2 separate regions of the Zea mays genome follow, and region 2 is linked to region 1. Evidence: chromatin contacts called from public Hi-C data. All regions are on one chromosome and are shown on one strand. Each heading gives the region's core, a stretch centred on a gene start, on an enhancer-like site or on the middle of the called end of the contact. The rest is flanking DNA. Distances are from core to core; before and after follow the strand shown. Region 1 holds the start of LOC100283579 (IAA13 - auxin-responsive Aux/IAA family member). Region 2 holds the start of LOC100282705 (deoxyhypusine synthase 1).

Region 1 (4,769 bases), core at 1,069-3,568:
TGCACGCCGGCGTGGGGCCGACACCTGAGTTGACCTGCCTCCCCGCCCTCCCGGCACGTGGGCCCCTCCATCCCTCTCTCCTAGCTGCGCTGCTCAGCCTATCTGCAACCGTTATCCCTAAATTTTTCCTTATATATCACTTTTTTCCTCTATTTCCCTCCTATTTTTTCATCTCCCGCAGCGGTTTCCCTAAATACTCCCCCTATACCCCACTACCACTATAAAATATCATTTTGTATACTAACTATTGATTTTTTATCTACTAACAATTACTCGTGAACCCACAACACAATGTTTAGGGTGATAAACAGTGACACGCTAAATCTGGAAAGAGAGAGAAGGGAGCCGACACGTAGAGGGCGCTGTAGGGAGCACCGCTGTGGCTATAGGGTGCCTCCTACAGCCGACATGCAAGGAGAGGGGGCGGTAGCGTCGACCGCTGCAGTCAGTCTGATCTGAAAGGCATTGATCGTTTCCCCCTCCAGCTGTCACCGTCAATCCGTTTGCCTAGGGTGGTACTGGCAGATCGCAGTTTGTTCGCTACTGATTTTACAGTATTTTATCTGAATTGCAGCAGCAGCCGAAGCTTGCTTTTTCTTTCTTTCTTTCTTTTCAAATGCCTTATTATTATTTTATTACCAGCATAAGTACCTTATTACGAGTGAATCGGAGAAATCGGTGGCTTTATTTTGTTGTGGTCATGTAACCAGCAGTGTTTTTACGGTGACAGGACGGCTACGATATGCCGAAGCAGACAGCAGTGGCGACAAGGTAAGGACGAGCCAATGATGGCTGAGCCAGCCATCGATCAGTTTCTTTTCACCACTTGACCACAGCAATGATGGTGCTTCAAGTCGGTTTCCCACGACGGTGTCAAATCGTAATGGCCATGTCCACCGTATGGGGATCGTATATCTCCAGCTGGACGCCAGGAAACCGAAGAAAAATTAGGCAAGTTTAGGCCAAGCACTCGGTTTTTAAGTAACTGATTTATAAAAATTGAGATAGTTAAACATACCAGTTTATAATTCAGTTTATATAAATTAGATTTTCAGTTTCTTAAAAACCAAGTAGGTGACCTCTCCTATCTAAAATGCAAAAACTGTTTTCTTAAAAATATTTTGCTTCCAAACAAGATCTTAAAGAGTCGACAGATACAATTCGGTGACTGACCAAATACTGTAAGAGGCTAATCCTGCTAATTAAGGCAAAAGTGAAACTTTTTTTTAGAAATAGTAAGAGTTGCTTAATGCTCTTCCAGTTGGAATTGTAAGTCGTTTTTATTTTCATATATTCTCTCTATTTTAAATTATAATCAGATTTAACATTTTTAATTATACAATTTTTGCTGTACATTTAACTATATATACACCATATATAAATACTTACTTTAAAAATATGATGTCCATAAAAAGTACAACATCTTATAGCATGAAGAGATACACTGTAGAAAATACAAAAAAAAAACGTAGAAATACCGTAGATGCTAGAACTGAACGAGATCCACAAACAACTTGTAATTTTAAAGAAAATTAGTAGTAGTGCATGTCAAAGCTTTTAAGACTAGTTTGGGAACACCGTTTTTCTAAACGATTCCATTTTTTTAAAAAAACTAATTTTTTATGAAAAAATAAAAATCAATTAAAAAAATAGTATTCCCAAACTAGCCCTTAGATTTTGACATTCTTCACCAACGATGAGAACCATCCGATAGAGGGAAGGACGGTTAGACGGTGACGTCAGGCCGCACATCATGCTAGGGGAGGGTCGGGAGGAGCACCGGGCACCGGCAAAATAGGCGCAGATCCATTGCATTCTCATCCTGCGACACATGTCGGTATCCGGCAACCGGCATGCAGGGCCTAGGCTCCTTTCCTTTTCTTTCACTAGCCAGCCGTGAGCCGTGCATGACACTCTGTTTCCTACCCTGTTTTCAGGAACCTCTCGTCATCTTTTGCTGTTAGTACAGGGGTGTTTGAATATATTAGAGTTGATACTTAGTTAACTAAAAATTGCTAGCGAAATTAGTTAGTAAAGTATTACTCCCGTTTTTTGAATATATGTCGTTCACTAGTTTATTTTTAAACTAAAATATGACAAATAAAAAAGAATGAAGAGAGTAACTTGGTAATTTGCTAAAGGAAGCTAATAGTTAAATTATTAGCCCCACTGTGCTAGCAAGCTGGCCTCTCTGCCCATGAATACAGAATCCAAACGAAGAAAACATGGAACAAAAATAATTGGCTCCAACCTCCAACTGGGCTCACTCATGCTCCAACTAACTGCTAAGTTGCAACCCCACTCCCATTTCTATCTCTCTCCTCCTGCCATCACCCTAGAATAGGAGCATTTACCTCCGCTTTCTCTCTCTCCCTCTCTTCCATCCTCATGCTCCCTCTATATATACACATCTCCACCCTGTTGCTGGGTCCTCTCTTCCACCCACTGCAACCCCAAATCTCTCCTTCCTCACACACGCGAAGCTGAGAGACCAAAGAAGAAGAAGAAGGAGCGAGCAAGCAGAAAGTTAGCTAGCTGCTAGCGTGGAAGTGCCCAAGGCGAGAGAGAGAGACAAGCCTAGGACGGCCGCGCCAGGCTAGCCAGCCAGCTGCTAGCTCCTGCGGACGAGCCGATGGCTGGCGCCGACGTCGACGTCGGGACGGAGCTCCGGCTCGGCCTGCCGGGAGGAGGCGCCGCGGCGGCCAAGAAGGACACCATCGACCTCAAGCTGAAGCTGCCCACCGCCGGCATGGAGGAGGCGGCTGCCGCCGCCAGGCCGGAGCCGGCAGCCGAGAAGGCCAAGAGGCCCGCCGAGGCGCCGGCCGCCGATGCCGAGAAGCCACCTGCACCCAAGTACGTACACACATCTGCACACACGCATGCTGATTTAATTTGTCTGCACGGGTTATAGGCTTAAATTGACTGCTACTAGTAGTACTATCAAGTAGTAGTAGTTACCGTGGCTGTTCAATTAACACGAGTCCGAGATGCTAACTTTTTAAGCAATGATTTGGAACGCGTTATTAACCATGAAATTCCTGTGAGCTGAGTGCCATCTATGATATATATACAAGGGACTGTGTTTTCCCTCCCTCTTTTCTGTGTATGGAATAATAATACAAAAATATATAGCGTAATGGCATTTGGTAGAAAGCCTGTGCGTGACTTTATGTGCATGTCCTTGATGCTCTCTTTTTTTCCCACGCTCCTTGCTTCCTTTTATTTATTCAGGTTTTTTTTTGTATCTATAGTACGCCGAGTAATCTTAGCAAATCAACGGGACGATTTGAACAGGGTAAAATATCCATAGAAAAAGGATCCTCTGGGCAGAAAGTGCACACGGAGAAACTATTGTGTATGTCCCTTGTCGCTCGCAAAAGCGCGGCGCGAATTATCATCACCTTTTTTTAAAAATAAATAAATAAATAAAACGCATACCAGCATGTTCGTTTAATGGCTGGCTTTGTCGGTCCATGCCTGAAAGTGAATGGTGTACTTACTTAACCTTCTGGCAGTGGCAGATTCCATTAGGAGGATGGTGGCCGCTGTGTAGCCTTTTCCCCTCTTTTATACTGAAATAGAATGAACGGTTATGATTAATTGGATCTTTTGGATATCAGGGGAACCAAGTGGTTTCTGAATAATAGTGATGGTAATGATACACGCGGCCTTTATTTACCAAATCACAATGCCATTATACACATTACTAGCAGAACGCTGAGCTAGCTGGCCGCAAACAAGAATATATATAAAAACGCATGATCTGGCTGGCTATCGATCTCGAACTCTCGATGGATCCTATTTTCACATGATCGTAACTAAAAACTCCGAGTTGCATGCATGTCAGGGCACAGGCCGTGGGCTGGCCACCAGTCCGGTCGTACCGCAGGAACGCCATGACCGTCGTCCAGGCCGTGAGGAGCAAGAAGGAAGAGGAACCTGAGAAGCAGCAACAGCCCGCTGCCGCCAACGCCTTCGTGAAGGTCAGCATGGACGGCGCGCCCTACCTGCGCAAGGTGGACCTGAAGACGTACGGCAGCTACAAGGACCTCTCCGCTGCACTCAAGAAGATGTTCGGCACCTTCGTCACCGCAACTGGTAAATCTCACCCCGGCCCGTTGGCATAGGAATCTGCAGCATACAAGCTTGTGAACCGAACTGATACCGATCGCCACGCCTTTACAAATTCGGCGAATGCATTGAGTTGAGCTGAACCCACAGAAGCTGTGCGTCCATGATCCGTCTTACCAGGGAACAGCATGAACGAGGGGAGATTGGTTGATCCGGCCGGCGATGCTGATGATGTGGTCACTACTTACGAAGACAAGGATGGTGACTGGATGCTGGTCGGCGACGTCCCGTGGGAGTATGTTCTCCGTTCTAGCGTGCCATCGTCTGCTTTCGTATTTACTGACCCATGATTAGGACTCCAGTGTCTTGTATGTCGCCTTGCTGATTTTCTGGTCCCTGCAGGATGTTTGTCGACTCATGCAAGCGTCTGAGGATCATGAAGAGTTCTGAAGCCATAGGTCTTGGTTAGTGTCTCCAGATAAAATTACCTTCCAGAGTTCCATTGTAAGATTTTTAATGCGTCAACTCTAACCGCCTAAGTTTTTCTTCATTGCAAAAAAAAAAAAATACAGCACCAAGAACGAAGGATAAGTGCAAGAACAAGAGCTGAAGAAGATGCAGTGTTAAAGATGTTGCCCATTGTATCAGAAGAATGGTCCCCTTGCAGTGCGCTGCCGTTTTTTTTTTCCTACTAGAAA
Region 2 (4,769 bases), core at 971-3,470, 220 kb after region 1:
TGAAGTTCTTTTAATACTTCCTAAGCATACACAGTTATATGTTACCTTGTATGCCCAATAAAGATAGGAGCTTTCATCATTTATTTCTTTGCCAAGGCGCGCTATCACCTTCGACGGTGTCCAAACATTCTGCAAGGAACAATAGATTGATACATGACAAAGATATAAATATGGTTTGCCTCTTGTTTCCAGAAAAAACAAGATCAATTACTGATACACCAGAGCTGGCAGGTGATCTATTACAAAACATTATTGATGTGAAAATGCAGGCTGCTCCTGAGTTAAAACATCAAATATCCAGTGAGGTGTAACCTTCTCTGTATCGATACTCAGCAACTTCTGAAGGAACTAATAGCTCAGACTTCAAATATTTGGTTTGGCAAGATCTCACTTGTCTGGCTATTCAAGTTCATATGCATATTACTAGAAAGAGAAAATAGAACGTCATCACTCTAAAGGCCATAAAAAGTATAATGTCGATAAAAAATAATTCATTGAAGAAAGGTCAAAAGAATGCCAATAGTTTTTTTTAATCTTTTTAGTACATTAAGTGTGACATGCTACACAAATAGTTTTTAAAGAACTTTTGGATCCATGTCATAGATTAATTCCATGTTAGGCTTTTCTTTCCTGCTTATTAGTGTCAAAGACAGTAGAAAATCTACAGCCCTCTAAAAGAAACATTTTACAGATTGCAAAAAAAAACATATTCATATTACACTTCTAGTATCTAATAGCAACTGCATACGACAAATGAAAGCCATGGTTAGCAAGTACATTTGTTTCAGCCACAAGAAATATTTTATAGCTTTGACCCAACAGGGATGCTTACCTCAGTAGATTGCTCCTGTAGCATCTGGTCGAAGAGTGGCATGATCCAGTTCTCAAACTTGCAATAGTTGTCATTGGGCACCAACAGATTTCCTATCCGGTTCAGTCCTTTTGACCGCAGCAGTGCTCCAGGTAAAGAAAAATCGCCTCTGTAAGTTGGTGCAAGGCATTTAATGAGATCCTCCTCTATACCCCCAGCACTTGTAACAATAACATCCACCTAAAGAACATAATTTTTCATTGAAGAAGTTAGTGACATTAGAACACTAGAGCTCAATGCATCTGGTAATAGACCACTTTACATAGGGACATTGAAACTTCTTTTCAATCTAAACATGCGCTTGTGATACAGAGTTGGAGAGTTTACCATGTGATGCTGAGCTAGAAAACGGATTATATCCCGGATGCCAGAAGACACGAGGTTCGAGGTGAAGCCCAGAAATATCTTGCACTTCACAGATGCTCTATATTTAGGGTCAAGTTCAGCTTCATCGCAATCCTCGCTGGGCTTCTCATGCGACAACCTCCAGTCTAACTTTAGTTCAGCCAAGCATAGTAAATATCAGAACCTCAGAAACCATAGTAGCGGATTCGACAAAACTGAAACTCAATAAATACGCCGAGGCAATATTGTAAGAGCAAAGGTATTTTTTGTGATTTAGGTGGCTCTCTACCTTAAACCAAAGGCAAGTCCAACTACAAATGTTTACTTGGCAGCAATATACAAGAAAAAGCAGAAACTTCCATAGCAATTTTATGTCCGTGTTGCTCGATTTAGGTGAAAACTTTAACCCGCATACTTGGGGCCCTTTCACTGTTACCGCAAATTCAAATAAACCTACATCACCGAGGAAGCTGTAACCGCTGGACATCTATCAGCTTGGCCATGTCTTCGAATGACTTGGCGCCTCCATGCATTTCCAGAACAAAATCCAGGCGACCTAAACATGAATTCGCCCGAGGTCCAACACAAAACACACTACAACAGACCTCGCATCGCACAAAACCACATAAACCTATCTCCTCCTCTAGGCAGTTAAACCCCCAAGCGCAGACTCGCCCAGCAGCGCAGCGAGCGACGTACCATCTGGTTGACGACGTCGATGGCGTCGCCGAGGTTGGATGCCTGGAACCCGGTGGACGCGAGCGAGGCGAGCAGCCCCTCGAGTCCGACGGCCGGGTCGTTGAAGTCGGCGCCGGCGATCCTCGTGAACCGCGACTCGTCGAGCGACTCCGACGGCTTGAGCACGATGGAGCGCACGCCCTCCAGCGCCTCCAGTTCGCCGCCTCCCGCACCGGCGGCCATCTCTCGAGTCTGGAGGAGGAGCCCGAACCGCCGCAGCCGTGAGACAGCAGCCTCGCTTTCGCTTCGTTTTTTTTTTATTTTTCGCGCAGAAGCGGAAAAGGAAGAATCAGGTTCCGCGCGGCCCGCCTTTTTAGTGCGGTGGTCGGCCCATTGAAATTTGGGTTTCCGAGATTTTGGGCCGAGACTGAGCGAATCTGGCCCAGCACCGCCAATCTAGTGAGGCTTGATGAAACTGCCGTGGATAGCCTTGCAAACTCACCCAGTCACTTGGCGAGCAGCGCCTCGTCTACGCCCGCGACTTCCGAGAGACCGAGACCGGCCGTGCCGCACGTCTGGCATAGTTTGTTGATGCTGATGGCTACACCTACATCAACGTAACAGAGTCTCCGGAATCAGCAAACCCTAGTCACATCGTCGTGCCTGCCAGCTGCAGCATTGCATCACCACCGCTGTTATTTGCGTACGTACCAGCTGCAGCTATCAAGGTCTGAACTCGATCTGCAGGTCCCCGACGGAATTATAACCAAAAGCTTGATCTGTCCCTCTCAGTCTCCCAACCGGTGCTGCCAGCTGCGGCTGACGAGTAGCTAGCTAGCCCTTACACGGACTGGAGCAGTGAAACCAACGTCTGAATCGTCGCTGATCGGCTGGCAAGGCAATGGCTGTTCCTCCGGTGTCGTCTTCTAAGCACTGCAAGAACAGAGGTTTGCAGGGCTAGACGATTGAGATCCAGTTAGTCATAAAGTAGCCCTAATCTAATCCACGGTGCAGCCAGCCACCGCGCCTAGCTTTGACCTCTCGTCGCTTAACAACAAGGGAGGCCGGGGCAGTTCCGCAAATACCCCGTGACGGCATGGGAGCTTCCGCAACTGGGCTGGCCTGGCCTGGCCACCACGTGCATGTCGAGCTCATGCAAAGTGCACGGTCCCCCACGGGCGGGCTGATGGTGATTGGTCAGGGTGAGGCGGAGGAGGAGATTGCGTTGGCCCGCCCGGTGTCGGCGTCAGCCGTCAGAAATTCCAATGCGGGGGGCAGGGGGCTAGCTCTGGAAGAAAAAAAACTCCAGACACCTCGAGTCTTGCGAACCTGCTCGAGGTCATGGGCTCAGGGCGGCTCGTGAGCATCCAGTGAGCCTAGTATGATTTTTAAGCTAGCTAGCTGATCCACCGAACCGAGCCGAACTAAATCGTTTTGACTCGCGTGTTGTGCCAAATTAATTAAACTATAAAATAATGATAGATAATAGATAACATTGCTTATAATATTAAATAAGGATTATATTTTATACATTTACATACTATTAAATTACTATATAATACAATATTATTTATCAAGATCTAGCTCGTGAGCCGAGCAGAGCCTCCTCTTTCAGTTTGTTGAGTGAATGATCTGAGCTAAACTGAGCTCGGTCTACCAACGAGCCGAGCCGAACCGAGCTCGACTCGACTCGTTTCCGGCTTACGGGGGCGCACCTCTCCTCTCCTGTTGACAAGTTGTGTTCATACTTCATCGTTCACATCCACCACACCCAAACCTAGCATGCTTGCTCCTCGCCAAGTCGCTGAATCGATATGGTTTCGCCTCTCTGAAATTCTTCACATCCATATTATCTCTTAACTGTATTTATGATGATCAAGAGGTCCAGGGATTATATCATGCAGTATACAATCATTAACATTCTCGCCCATCCTTTAAACATTAACAATTGATTTCCAACAACAGGTTCACAAAAACCATATAAATTCCATCAATCTTCCATTATCGTGACATATCTAACATTGTTACAAAAAATGTTAGTTATAACAATGTTATGTTATCATTAATCATTAAAACTTATCTAGAGACCTAGATGCTCTCAAATATGATAATGTGTCAAATTAAATACCCAACTTCTTAGTGGTCTAAAGTTCCTTTTGTATCCAGTCTATAAAGCTTTAGGTGAGCCACAATTACTTGCCCACATCGTTGTTTGAAAGCATCTAGGCCCCTGGTTGGTTTTAGTGATTAATGACAACGTAATATTATATGCGACTAACGTGTGTTTTGCAGAGACAAATGGTAAGTTAGGTCGCATGACAGGTAGAAGTACTACAACGGTGAAAACAATCCCGGAGATAAGAACTCGAAGCGACGGCTAAAACGACGGAACAAAAGGTGAAGGTCTACGGAGTCCGAGTGTCAAGGAGATGTGGACACTCGCGATTTAGTTAGGTCTTTTATTCTCTTTTAGCCGTACTATAAAGAGGGGTTGTCGATGAGTAGTTTGACCAAGAGAGTTCTAGTGTAGTGTTGGTGCACAATCACACTCATATACAGTGCTAGGTGTCACTCTAGAACTCACACACAAGTTAGAGCAAAAACTGATTTGAAAATCAGGTGAAAAACAAGAGTTAGGGTTTCTGGCTTAGGGGCACCGGACTGTCCGGTGTGCACCGGACTGTCCGGTGCACCCTCTGCCAGGTGGGGCCTGGCTGGTCCACAGCAGAGTCTTCCCAGTCGCAGAAACCCGAGAGCGCAGTCTTTGGAGATGAATTTTAGTGGCACACCGGACACCGCACCGGACTGTCCGGTGTGCACCGGACAGTGGACTGTTCACTGTCCGGTGCGCCATGAGTCCAACGGCTCTGTGTCA

Evidence for each region. A called contact is a pair of places that touch in the nucleus more often than the background predicts.
Region 2: a Hi-C map of root tip shows a contact between it and region 1, with 3 times the contacts expected there. The contact joins the promoter of LOC100282705 here to the promoter of LOC100283579 in region 1. A contact is called at or near these places in 6 of 25 Hi-C or Micro-C datasets (bundle sheath, endosperm, leaf and 2 more).

Annotation. Positions count from the first base shown.
Region 1 is chr5:8,244,311-8,249,079 of Zm-B73-REFERENCE-NAM-5.0, forward strand. LOC100283579 (IAA13 - auxin-responsive Aux/IAA family member) reads left to right here and starts at 2,319. Exons shown (of 5, transcript NM_001176827.2): 1 at 2,319-2,853; 2 at 3,848-4,098; 3 at 4,252-4,366; 4 at 4,474-4,535; 5 at 4,644-4,769. The coding sequence starts at 2,633. The coding sequence ends at 4,681. LOC103625891 (protein transport protein sec23-1) reads right to left here. Exons shown (of 3, transcript XR_552580.4): 3 at 2,153-3,572.
Region 2 is chr5:8,460,132-8,464,900 of Zm-B73-REFERENCE-NAM-5.0, forward strand. It overlaps LOC100282705 (deoxyhypusine synthase 1), which reads right to left and starts at 2,221. Exons shown (of 7, transcript NM_001155612.2): 1 at 1,916-2,221; 2 at 1,199-1,366; 3 at 833-1,051; 4 at 46-129. The coding sequence starts at 2,137.